4 separate regions of the Mus musculus genome follow, and regions 2, 3 and 4 are each linked to region 1. A link is a contact called in public HiCAR-type, HiChIP or PLAC-seq and promoter capture Hi-C data. All regions are on one chromosome and are shown on one strand. The core of a region is the stretch at or near the end of the contact, and the rest is flanking DNA. Distances in the headings are between cores, read along the strand shown.

Evidence for each region. Promoter capture Hi-C pulls out the DNA fragments that hold promoters and counts their contacts. HiCAR-type assays count read pairs that join an accessible place to other places. HiChIP or PLAC-seq counts read pairs in DNA pulled down with a chosen protein or histone mark.
Region 2: a HiCAR-type map of astrocytes shows a contact between it and region 1, with 6 times the contacts expected there. The contact joins the enhancer-like site here to the promoter of Pitx2 in region 1. A contact is called at or near these places in 4 of 39 promoter capture datasets (embryonic stem cells, hippocampal neurons, liver and 1 more) and 3 of 115 datasets of contacts at active chromatin or transcription factors (astrocytes, embryonic forebrain and kidney).
Region 3: an H3K27ac HiChIP or PLAC-seq map of embryonic stem cells shows a contact between it and region 1, with 28 times the contacts expected there. The contact joins the promoter of Tifa here to the promoter of Pitx2 in region 1. A contact is called at or near these places in 13 of 39 promoter capture datasets (cranial neural crest, embryonic stem cells, frontonasal cranial neural crest and 6 more), 15 of 484 Hi-C or Micro-C datasets (LSK cells, embryonic stem cells, epiblasts and 1 more), 8 of 115 datasets of contacts at active chromatin or transcription factors (embryonic stem cells, forebrain, kidney and 1 more) and 1 of 9 other capture datasets (embryonic stem cells).
Region 4: a contact with region 1 is called in a promoter capture Hi-C map of trophoblast stem cells, with 18 times the contacts expected there. The contact joins the enhancer-like site here to the promoter of Pitx2 in region 1. A contact is called at or near these places in 5 of 39 promoter capture datasets (embryonic stem cells, hippocampal neurons, liver and 1 more), 4 of 115 datasets of contacts at active chromatin or transcription factors (embryonic forebrain, embryonic stem cells and stem cell-derived neural progenitor cells) and 1 of 9 other capture datasets (embryonic stem cells).

The regions. Positions count from the first base shown.
Region 1 is chr3:129,198,337-129,201,242 of GRCm38.p6, reverse strand. It overlaps Pitx2 (paired-like homeodomain transcription factor 2), which reads right to left and starts at 1,365. Exons shown (of 5, transcript NM_011098.4): 1 at 1,081-1,365. It overlaps Gm40149 (a long non-coding RNA gene), which reads left to right and starts at 2,334. Exons shown (of 4, transcript XR_867634.2): 1 at 2,334-2,906.
Region 2 is chr3:127,704,456-127,707,361 of GRCm38.p6, reverse strand. The region is part of intron 3 of Alpk1 (alpha-kinase 1); the gene reads left to right. Among named protein-coding and RNA genes, the nearest start is that of Neurog2, 73 kb to the right of the region's middle. RefSeq lists an enhancer at 114-2,114. Within about 2 kb of position 1,516, at least 53 of the 459 cell types and tissues checked have an H3K27ac peak or open chromatin away from gene starts, as enhancers often do. A contact at or near this core is called in astrocytes, where this site is marked.
Region 3 is chr3:127,788,427-127,791,332 of GRCm38.p6, reverse strand. Tifa (TRAF-interacting protein with forkhead-associated domain) reads right to left here and starts at 1,461. Exons shown (of 3, transcript NM_145133.4): 1 at 1,162-1,461.
Region 4 is chr3:127,928,654-127,931,559 of GRCm38.p6, reverse strand. It overlaps 9830132P13Rik (RIKEN cDNA 9830132P13 gene), which reads right to left. Exons shown (of 5, transcript NR_040552.1): 3 at 2,694-2,841. Among named protein-coding and RNA genes, the nearest start is that of 9830132P13Rik, 14 kb to the right of the region's middle. Within about 2 kb of position 1,524, at least 83 of the 459 cell types and tissues checked have an H3K27ac peak or open chromatin away from gene starts, as enhancers often do. A contact at or near this core is called in trophoblast stem cells, where this site is marked.

The sequences.
Region 1 (2,906 bases), core at 116-2,615:
CTACTTTGTTTTGAAACTAAACTTTGATTATTGGAATACTGTGCTCATTTTCAACGCCCCCCAAACAACAACAACAACAACAACAACAACAACAACAACAAGTCCTCAATTCACTTCAGTAACAATCTTTGTTTCTGTGAAATTATTGGTTTTAGGTGGAGTCTCCTCTAAATGATACTGCATGAGAATAAAATATCTTTAATTGTAACTAATGGTCTGAAAAGGATGCAGAGATCTCTTAAAAATCAAATTACTTGTTCGTTAAATCGTTTAGAATGTATGAATGCATATTATTGTAATTCATAATAGTAAAAGACTCTCTCCCCATTTTAATTTACCTCAAAAAAATACGGTAGTCCTACAAAATAGAATAAAAACAAAAATATCCCAGCCTCCTAGGATAGTTTGATTTCTAAATTGTTTAGGGAAGGTGATTTAATTGGAATAAAAGGACTGTATTTCGCTGGTTTGGAATCGCATGTTTTTACTTAGTTACCAGTTGCAAAATAGTGGCCTCTCCGCATCCGTTTAAAATGCATCTCCCTCAGTACAAGATTGGAGTTGACTGATGATCAATTTAAAGGATTTATAATCCGAAGTAATTGTGCGGGTTGGCATCTAGGCCTGGCTCTCAGGTAATTCGCTTGGGCCTGAGAGGTCACTAACCGCCGGTTAAGATGGAATCTCCTTTTTTTTCCAATGGGTAATGATGGGAAGGGGCTAATCTATTCCAGTAGCTGAAACTTTGTAGCTGGCCCTTTATCTTGACTGGGCTAATCCTCAGCTGGAGGATTTCTCCCTACCCTGTTGGCATCGAAATTTCAGGGAAGATGCCTCGTTTTAACTGCCAGCCATGCCTGGCTTCCAGTCGACTTCAACGCCGGGTAGGACTGTTCTAGTGTCTGCGATTGAGGGCGAACGGAACAGGGGCTCTGTAAGATCTGTTTGCCAACTGCGCTGAATCTGGAGAAACAAGCCCGGCGAGCCACAAATCATACACGGCGGAGGTTCTCCAGAGTGGAACAAATTTCCAGACTCGCATTATCTCACAGCTCTGTGGGAGAGAGGGCCTCCACTTACCGGCTACCGGAGAGAGAACGGCTGTCTCCCCGTCCCACCGCTTCCCAGGGTGACTGCCAGGCGGCCGAGGCTCGGGCTGCACAGCCAGCGCCGTGGAGCGGGTCTGGGTGGAACTGCGGGGATCTTGAGGGTGCCAAGTTCCGAGAGGGTCCACGCGGGGGGCTGCTAAAGCTAGCGGGCGCCGGCAGTTTCTGTCTGCTGCTCTCCGGCTTTCTCTCTCGGTCTCGCACTCTCTCTCCCCTCCCTCGCTCTCATCCCTCTCTCTTCCCTCCGCTCCGACTCCGTGTGCGGAGTGTCGTGACGTCAGCAGAGATTCCACCAAACTCCAGTGCACAGTGGCGCGCGGGCGGGCGGCCGAGCCTGCTGTACGCTGGGCGATCAAGGGGCGAGCACAGCCTTGGGCCACTGCGGGGGTGGGGGAGCGTGCAGGGGCGATCGAGGGGACAGGGGACCACTAGGGCTGAGAAGTGAGGCCCAGGGGCCCAGGAGACTGCGGTCCCGGACAGAACCCAGGAGGGAGGAGCGGAGGATCAGGGGCCGGAGGCAACTACCGACCGACAGGAGCTGACCAGTGGCAGGAGCTAGCACTCAAGCTGGGGAGCAGGATGGTGGGGATGGTAGGAAAGGGACAAGGATGGAATGGACGGAGAAAAAACGGTTGTGCGTCAAACCCCTTCTAAATCTGAGTGGGAGGGCCAGAGCCTGGGGAGACAGAAACCTATTCGCGCGGAGCAAAGTCTGGGTGGCTTACGAGGAAGGGACTAGCAAAGTGGCCCATGAAATGAAACAAAGGGCAGTGTGGCTTGGTTTGATCCGGGTGAGGCTTTCGAAGTGTGGATGTGAGTGTGCGCGCGCGTGACCTCCTTTCAGGCCCGCGGAGTAGAGGAAAGCTGGTTACTGTACTGATTGTCTACAGGGGCAGTGGGAGGGAATTGAGGGATCCACAGAGGGCAGCACTGAAGGTGGGTGGATGGATGGGGTGGCAAAGAGAAGATGATGACTGGGAGAAGTTAGAAAAATAGGGTGAGCTAGCGGCAGAAGGTGGGAGAGCCACAGCCGATAGGTGTGTGTGGGGGGGATGAAAGAAGGGAGGGAAGGAGAGAGAAAGAAAGAAAGAAAAAGGGGTAAGGAAGGGAGAGAGGGAGGGAGAGAGGGAGGGAGGGAGAGAGGGAGGGGGAGGAGGAGGAGGAGGAGGAGGAGGAGGAGGAGGAGGAGGAGGAGGAGGAGGAGGAGGAGGAGGAGGAGGGAGATATTACCAGACGATGACCGGAGGGAGGCCTGAACTACAGTAAGGCAAGGGCTAGGTCACGGTGGTGTCTGAGGTCAAGACGGGTGGATCAGAGTGGAAGAGCGCAGGTAGACAGGGCCACACACCGGCCAGTGTGTCGGCATGGGATCTCTTGCTCAAGTCTGGGACTCTCAGAGTCTAGAATTTCCTCTGCTGTACCTACACTCAACAAGTTCACCCCGGGTCGCGGATATCTCATTTTTTAAAATGACGAGGTTAAGGTTCCTGACTGAGAGTGGTATTAAATTGCACCGGGATGGGGGTGGGGAAGGAGAAGGAAGTTCCCCCCCATATGAGCGAATGTTCTTGAAAGTCCAGAGTATGTAAGGCTGAAAGGGGCCTTTCCTAGTCTACAAGTGGGTCCTACTTCTAATTTCATATTTTCTGATTTCCTAATGCGTCTGTACTTTGGAAACGAACAGGATATTTTGGCAGGGTCTTGCCTTTGCGTGGAAGGGCTATAAATATGATTCGCCTGGAAGACCAGGAGTGAAGGCTTCTGCCAGACATATGGGACAAAGTTCTTTCAATCTCAAGT
Region 2 (2,906 bases), core at 267-2,766, 1.5 Mb after region 1:
TTCACGCCGCTCCAGCCAATTACAGTGCCAGATGGCACAGAAACCCTTCACCCAGCCCCTTGAGAGCAGCTGCCATTGTAGTTGCTGTGAACACGTTGTGGCTTTGAACTTGTAGCTGGGACCCAAACTTGAGGCTCAGAACTGGGAGGAGGGGCTGCTCTACAGCCTCAGCCCTTAAAAAGACAGGGCTTGTTAGCATTTTTTCAATCTTCTGTGTATCGAAATCTCTTTGTGGAGTTTAATTCCTTCACCACCTGACTCGGCTTCCTAGCCATGAAGTTCCCTTTGTGCCTAAAACTCAATTAGAATCCCGTATTTCCCATCCCACAAACAATTGTGGCAACACAACTCTATGTTTGTGGGCTGTCGGCACGTGTAGCTTTGTGTGCGCAAGTGTGCGCCTGTCCCCTTAGGAATCTAGTAAAGTCTCTTCACCGTCTCTAAGTACCGTATTTAAACATGGTCACTCAGCAAGAAGAATACAGTAACTGTCTGTTCTGTCCCTGAAGACAGCCTCTGAGGAAAGATAAAGGGGTAGGATTCATTTGTTTCTGAGCATGAGATTGCTGGGGTCACAGCAACACAGAAATTCTGTTGCTATGGCATATGATCATAATTTTGAGTCCCTAGAGATGGCAAGTCAGTCATGGGTCTAAGAACCCAAACTACCACCACCACCATAACAACAAAGATTCATATGTGTGAACCAATATCCATTTCAAAAGCACTACTCTATTGTAAGCCATTAGAGGAGGGGATTGTGTGTGTGTGTGTGTGTGTGTGTGTGTGTGTGTTTCTTTCTTTTTTGGAGGGGGGGTTGGGGAGGGCCAGGGGTTCCCTTTCATTTTAATCTAATTGTGCACAGCCCAGGCACATTTTGCCACGCAGGGAGATTCCTTAGTGTCCCTTCCCTACCACACACTCCTGCGTCTTTCATCCTCCCCTTCTCATGTCAGAGCATACCCCTCACCCTCCTCCCTGCAGCCTAGCCTGTGGGGAGATTCCCAGAAGGCTGATGTATTCTGCCTCGCTGCTGAGGAATGTACTGTCCCCTCACTTGGCAACAAATGAAAGTGGGTATTAATTTCTCGAGAAACAGAGAACCGGAGAGCCGCGCTGCAAGAACCACACCACCCAAATCTGCACGTAGGACGCAGCACGCTGCCACTTCAAAGGAGAGAGGCTGAGAAAAAGAGAGCGAAGAGGAGAGTCTCCTGACTTGACGTCCTTGTACTTTGCTTCATAGGTTTTGGATAGAGATGCGAGAGGTTCGGGCCCCCGAACGGAGCTAAATTATGCAGCTGCGGGGACGCCAGGGCCTCCAGAATAGGATGCTTCGTTTAGATTTTGCACAATGCTATTGAAGTGCTTATTTTCCTCCTGAAGAGACACAAACAGATGCAAACTTCTGTAAACACTTTAGAAATGAATTCAGTGAGTTTGGCCTCTCAGCAGTGCTCAATAGCTGACAGAAAAATGTCTAATTAGTGCAAGTGGAAATAATAGGGCCACTTGGATTCCTTCCATCGTTCTCCAAGTCTCCTTCTCCAAGAAACTCAAAGGCCCTTTTGTCTGGCAGGTCACCCTCTCTCGGGCTTTTGTGCTCCGATCTATTAAGAGTAGAAGGGGAGAAAATAGATTAGGCAATGTTCCCTGCTCAAATATATGGCGCGTTCGGGAGGGATGCAGAATGTGCCTACAGGTGCTGGGGGAGGGGTTTCCTGGGTTAGTGACAGCAAAAAGTAACGCGCACGCGCAGGAGAGTGCTGGGAGGGTCCCTTCGAAGAACTAGCTTCCTACGTGCTCCAGGAACACAGGCTGCACAGCTTCCTTTTGCTTTCCCAGTCTCAGAGAGGTTAGTCCTCAGGGTCGGTGAAGGGACGAAAAGATGAAAAAGACGTGTGAGGTTTCACCATGTTCCTGGAGAAAATTTATAGATTCAATTTGTCATTTCTGTTTAAAGTATTGAAACTCCACTGCAGCTTACGCGGGGGCGTAGGGGTGGAGTTTCCATGGGTTTATATTTTGCTACACAAGAGTGTGGCGCTGAGAGACAGATATGGTTGGTTGGTTGGTTGGTTGGTTTTCCCTCATGGTGTCTGTCGCCTCGTTTATTAAGCAGCCCCACCATACTGAACACCGAGGGGGAGTTTTCAATAATTCTGAAACCGCACTGCAAATAGCAATGATTCAAGACTAGATCAGGTTGGGGAGATTACATCATTTGCTAGGGCAACCCACAAGGAGCTAGGATACAGAGGAAAGTAGAGAGACACCTCTTTTGGTGCAGGGCTCACCTTTCATGCACGAGGCCCTACATTTCATTCCCAACACCACCACAAACAAATGAGCCACAGACAGCTGTGGCTTCATCTCAGGAATTACTTTTTTTGTTTTGTTTTGTTTTGTTTGTTTTTCGAGACAGGGTTTCTCTGTGTAGCCCTGGCTGTCTCGGAACTCACTCTGTAGCCCAGGCTGGCCTGGAACTCAGAAATCCACCTGCCTCTGCCTCCAAAGTGCTGGGATTAAAGGTGTGCGCCACCACTGCCCGGTTTAGGAATTACATTTTTTAACCTTTGATTGAAATGATTTTTTTACATCTTGCATTTGCATACCTAATTTTTACTCCACTCTCTGGAATATTCTCAAACAAAGCTGTGATAACTGCCTGTCCTTTGGGGATTACTTTCTGTAGATTATATAGAATGTGCTTCTTTCACAACTGGTAGCTTCAATTCGTGTTAGTCTTGTAAATTTTACCTTATCTCGTGGTGGGTGCTTTGTGGATTTCTTGACTTTTGTCCTGTGATGCAGCTTAGCTCTCGTGAAGCTAGTTTATAAACATCCAGACTCTGACGTCATCTCCAAAGCCAGCCCTTCCAGAACACGCTGTCCCATGCTCTGTG
Region 3 (2,906 bases), core at 212-2,711, 1.4 Mb after region 1:
TGCACAAGGCTGATTGGTTGCAAATACCACAGATGAGAAGCTACGCAGAGATGTTTTTACTAAAATGAGCCAGGTGTCCAAACGGTTTAAAGGGAAGTTTGCACGGCTCCCCTGGGTAGGGGTCACGCATGCCATCAAGGTTTCTCACGTTTTTAGAATTTGCTGTAAATGGAGGTTCCTCTGAGTCGATATGCTAGCGATTGTGATTACAAGAAGGGAGTTTTTATTTTTGCAAAAAAGCTTCTCTTCTTGACAAACACCCGACACCGAGCTGGCAGAAGGGGAAGAGAAACTTGGAAGAAACAAAAGATAATTTTACTCTCTTGCCCAACTCCCTCAGTTGCCATGGCCCCACCGGGTGTCTTAGAAGACATTTGTCCGCGAATTTTACACCAAAGCAGACCTGCACTGCCGACTCAGCAGCCTTTCTGGTTCCCAATCTTTCAGAGAGAGTGGGGGCAACCAAGTACGGAGAGGAGAGCGTCAGGCAAGCTCAGCGCTTTCCAGCGTTGGCGATTCTCGCTCTGCCCACCCTCCACTTCTTATCCCCACCCCGGCCCCACTCCCCTCCCTGGCCGCGGACCCCCCACGGAGCCTCTCCCAGCAACCGGATGCGAATCCTCTGGGAAAATTGGAAAATCCCGGATCACAACGACGCTGGGCTTTCCTGTGACCCGGCTACGGCCGGGAGGTGGGTCTGGAAGAGGCTTGTGCACTCCGGACTGGGATATTTCCCAAGTTCAATAACAGCATGTGACGGCGGGGGACCGGGATGTCGGCTAGTGAGCCAGAATGCACAAGCGGCATCCTTCTAGTTTCCGATTGGATGAAAAGTTTGCAAGAATAGGAGAGGAAAGACATACACACACACCGCTCCCCTCCCCCAGTATTGTTCGGTTCCTCCCTTATTTTATAAAGATCACGTATTTCATAAGCTTAAGATCGCGCTGGCTATATATTTTTTCAACCTTTCCTTAGTATATAGTGCAAGACTGCCTGTAAACCAAGCCAAGGAGAGAGAGAGCGAGAGCGAGGGAGAGGGAGAGGGAGGGAGGGAGGGAGGGAGGGAGAGAGAGAGAGAGAGAGAGAGAGAGAGAGAGAGAGAGAAGCAGGCAAGCGACAGTCCCCCACTCTCAAGCTAAACAGGTGACCAATAGGTACCTGGGGACTTGGAGGTCCGTGAGTCTTGCGGAGCCTTCTGGTGGAAGCCTGGGGATAGGGGTGGGGGTGGGGGACCGTCGCTGCCAGCGCCGTGGGAGCTCGAGGAATCCGCAGGTCGCTGGTCCTCCCACGCCACCGAGCCTCCCACGGGCGCGCCAAGAGCGGCCTCGCGCGAGTGACCTCGGCAAAGCCCTTGCCGGGAGGAAAGCCCCGCAGAGCCAGGCAAGAGGCTGCCGCCGCCGTCCAGCCCTTTTCCACAGGAAGCCCTGCCCCCTGTCGCCTCTCTGAGGTCTCCTGACTGACCGGGTTTGAGTCGCCGGGCACCCGGGGCGACCGCACCTTCTCCAACAAGAGGCAGCTCTAGATGGCATGTGACCCGGGAGCTGGGCTTTGAGAAGAAAGGAACTGGGTCGGTTCCAGATTAAGAGCTGCTGTGGGGTGGTGGACCAGCAGGCAGTTGGAGGACTCGTTGGGGACCCTAAGAATGTGCGCCTGATCTCGGGCCTTGGGAGGCAGTGGCTACTCTCTGCTCAACCCGAGGCGTGGGGAGCGGATGAGAGTCCAGCCAGACAGGATTGGAACCTTCCTCGGGATGCTGCCACCCTGCGCACAAGCCGTCCAGAAGCCTCCTCACCTGTCACTTCCGGCTAACCAACCTTTCTTCGCCCAACACCTAGTGCTGAGTGGTGACAGGGGCAACAGCCTCGTGAGGGTCTTTCAGAGGACCGACTGGATACCCGGACACTAATTTCCGAAGTTCAAGGAGGTTGGGATGGAAATACAGAAGGCAGCTGTGGAGAGAGGTAGGAGAGGGCTTCTATTTAGGGAGAAGAGCGATGGAGAGCAGAGCGAAGAGAACCAGAGTGACTGTAGAAGTTGCCAAGGATGTTCTAGTTGTCCGTTCCGTCGTCCCCTCTGCTTGGGAACCTGAATAGCAATTCCCACAGTCTTTCCATGGAAACTGTTTATTTGTCTGGACTCTGTCCTTAATGTCAGGGGAGGTAGGTCTTTTTCTGGGACAATAAAATGATGTGGCTTCTGCACTGTTGTCAGTCTACTGGAGGGCCTCCCCCCCCCCCCCAATTCTGCTGGGAAGCCTCGGCTGGGAAAGGACTTAAGTACATTTAAGTGAGGCAGATTCCAGTAAGGGATGTAATTTCGTTGGTTAATGATCAACGTTTATTATTCCTTCTTGGAAGAAGAGACAGCCACGGAATCTTCTTTCGATTGAGCTGTATCAAAGCAGGTACAAGATAAGACATTGCCAAGTGATTGTGCCAAATAAACCCAGGCAATAAAGTAACATAAAAATCGGAGTTTCTGCTCTCAGATCTCTTTCTTGTTAACGGTTTTCTTTTTAGACAAGGTTTTGTCATGTAGCTCAGGCTAGCTTCCAAGTCAAGACCCTTCTGCCTCCTGTGAATCCTAGCGTCATGATTGTGCTCCATCTGAACTCTTTAATCTTCAAAGCTGAGTTGAAGAACATGTGAAAAAAATGTGACGAATAAGGGAGTAATAAAGTGATGGACATGGTCAAAGTGCATTAACACAAGTAGAGAAATAACATAGAAACCTTCACTTTATACTATTAATATTTAAGTAGGGGCTATTAACAACACTGACAGAAGATACAGGTTAAAATTCAGGATGCTAGAGGGCATGCTCTTTATTTTCCAGAACTGTCAGGCATGATTGATCCCAAAGAGACTCTAAGTAAGCATGCAGGTCCACATTAGAATCTAATC
Region 4 (2,906 bases), core at 275-2,774, 1.3 Mb after region 1:
ATACAATAGGATTCCCGTCCCCCACCCCCACCCCACCCCAGTGGTAAAAAAAGAAAACATGACATTTTCAGGAAAGTCAATGGACCTGAAAATCATTATGTTAAGCAAAATAAGCCATAAAGACAAATATTACATGCACTTTCCTCTTACATATGCAGCCAAGATTTAAACTTATCTGTGTGTTCTGTGTGAGGGTGGACCATGGAACTAGGAAGGGGGCCAGGCGAGGGAAAGTAGAGATGTTAGGGGATTTCAAACATACAGGGAAGACAACTGAGTGTATGTGGCACGAAGCAAAAGTGGGGATGTCTAGGGGAAGGGAAGGAACCTGCTAGAGGGAGAAAGGGGTGTGTGTGTGTGTGTGTGTGTGTTTGTGTGTGTGTGTGTATGACTGGAGGGGAAGAGGATAATTAGAGCATAAATATAATGATGCATGGATGTAAACATGGCATAATTAAAGTCCATCACCTCATATGCTTACTTAGAAAGTTATTTTTTACTTAAAAAGTGATAGTAGTCAAAGAGAAATGTCTAAATAAATTTAGTAGAGAAGATGGAGTAGGACTAATTAAGCCAGCAACAATATATCAGTGTCCACTAGCAGGTACTATGCAGAACCAATTTGCTGTCTAGAGGCCCCAGGCCACGTTATACCCACGGGAGTGTCCATAGTAAGATGAGGTGAAGCTCAAGTTGAAATCAGGACCAGGACTGTGCTGTGAAGCAGTCAGAAGTCCAGGCTCCCTCCTCCCCTTACCTCACCATCAAGGACCAGAAATGGATTCAGAGAATCACCAGTCTTCTGCAGCCGCAGCAGAAAGTCTGGGGGTGCCGAGAGCCCTAACTCGGAACGGTGTTTTCTACTCTGCCCTCAGAAGAGCGGCCTGACAGAGATGGTGTTAACATCTAGAAGGGTCAGCAAGAAGATCTAAGCAAATGTGGCACATGGCAGCTATGACAGGATTACTAAGAACAAATGAAATACTACTCCTGATAGGTGGTAGCATGGGGAACAGGGAGGTTCCACAGAGCCAAATGTCTCTGCAGAGTCACAGTAAGGCACACCCTGACGGTTGACTTGGCCAGATATGAACCTATCTATGTTCTGCAGTGAGGAAAGTGCCAAGACACAAGCATATACTATGTGCAACCAATCGTTTGGCTTTGGAAGTCCCCACCCCTTCAATGTGGATAAGAAACTAACCTGGACTGCATTCTCCAAAACACTTTCTTTTATGGGGTTTCGTTTTTGTTTTTGTTGTTGTTTTTGTTGGGGGTGGCGGGGAGTCTTAAATTCTGTCCCAACATGCATTCAGGATTTGGAAGGCAGAAGTGAGAGAAAGGTTTGCGGCTGTGGCTCTGGCTGTGGCTGTGGTTGTGGGAGAGGCTGCTGGCAATCAAGGTGTTAGATTGGTAGGAATGTTTGCAGGGAGTGGACTTGTACATTCCAATGTCTATTATGAACCCCTGGGCTGGGCGTGGAACGTTGCAGAGCTAAGAGCAGTGACCTCTGTGTCACATTACTGTGGCGTTGTTCAAATATTGCCCCACTGCACCGGCAGCAGCCGTTTGTTCTTCACCGACTTCTCTGTGTTTAGTCCCTAGAATGGCTATAATCCCATGGATTGAACAGAGACTTAAAAAACAAGCAAAAAATAAAAAAAGAGAGGCCCATTGGACTTGCAAACTTTATATGCCCCAGTACAGGGGAACGCCAGGGCCAAAAAGGGGCAGTGGTGGGTAGGGGATTGGGGGGTGGGTGGGTATGGGGGACCTTTGGGATAGCATTGAAAATGTAAACGAGGAAAATACCTAATAAAAAAAATAAAAAAAAAACAAGCAAAAAAAACCAAAAAACAAACAAAAACAAAAAACCAAAACAACAACAAAAGCCTAACTCTCAACTGATGTTGAGAAATAGAAGAATAAGCTCATTATTTAGACATCTAGAATGGCCCAGGATATGAGTTAGCAGAGGCCAGAAATCAGCCCCAGTGAGTGTGGCTCGTAGTAGGTTATTTCTCCATCAGTAGAATGAGCCATTTCAACCCAGATTAGATTAGATTAAGGGCAGGTTTATTGGGAAGCTGCTCTCAAGCAGGGGAATTCACTGACCCCAAGGAGGGAAACCAGGGAAGTCCCCATGGGGAAGGAAGGGGGCAGGAAAAAAGGGCTGTGTGCATGAATGCGCGAGGGGGGAGGAAGAGACTAAAATGTCTGGATTATATAGGGAAGAGCCTCTGAGAGAAGGAGAGCCCAGCCGTTAGACTGGAAAGTTCATTGTTGAGGCAGAGTATGCAAGGTGGGGACTGAGGGATGCTGGGATAGCCAGGAGGCCAGGTCTGTTTTAATATGTCAACAACTATGCACCTCAGTCCCTTGTCCTGGGTCTGAAACCCAACAGCTACCAAGCTTCTACTCAGGCTGCTCTAAGCATAATGTGGATCCGACCTCCTTCATTTAACACTGTTTTAAGATTAGTGACGGGCTGGTGAGATGGCTCAGTGGGTAAGAGCACTCGACTGCTCTTCCGAAGGTCCGAAGTTCAAATCCCAGCAACCACATGGTGGCTCACAACCACCTGTAATGAGATCTGATGCCCTCTTCTGGTGTGTCTGAAGACAGCAACAGTGTACTTACATATAATAAATAAATAAATCTTTAAAAAAAAAAAAAGATTAGTGACAACATACCACAGGGTTGCTTTCAACATGAGCATACACGTCAGTTCTCTTCCCTAAAAGGCTTCTTGTGTGTCAAGCTTATAGTCTTGAAGTGCCAACAGAAGCAGTATATCCAAGGTGTGGCAGGGTGTCTGACCATCTATTCTTCCATTGTGCTCTAAAAAACAATATAAATGCCATGTAGTGTTAACGCAGACAGAGTGTTTTCATGCTTTCCCACGC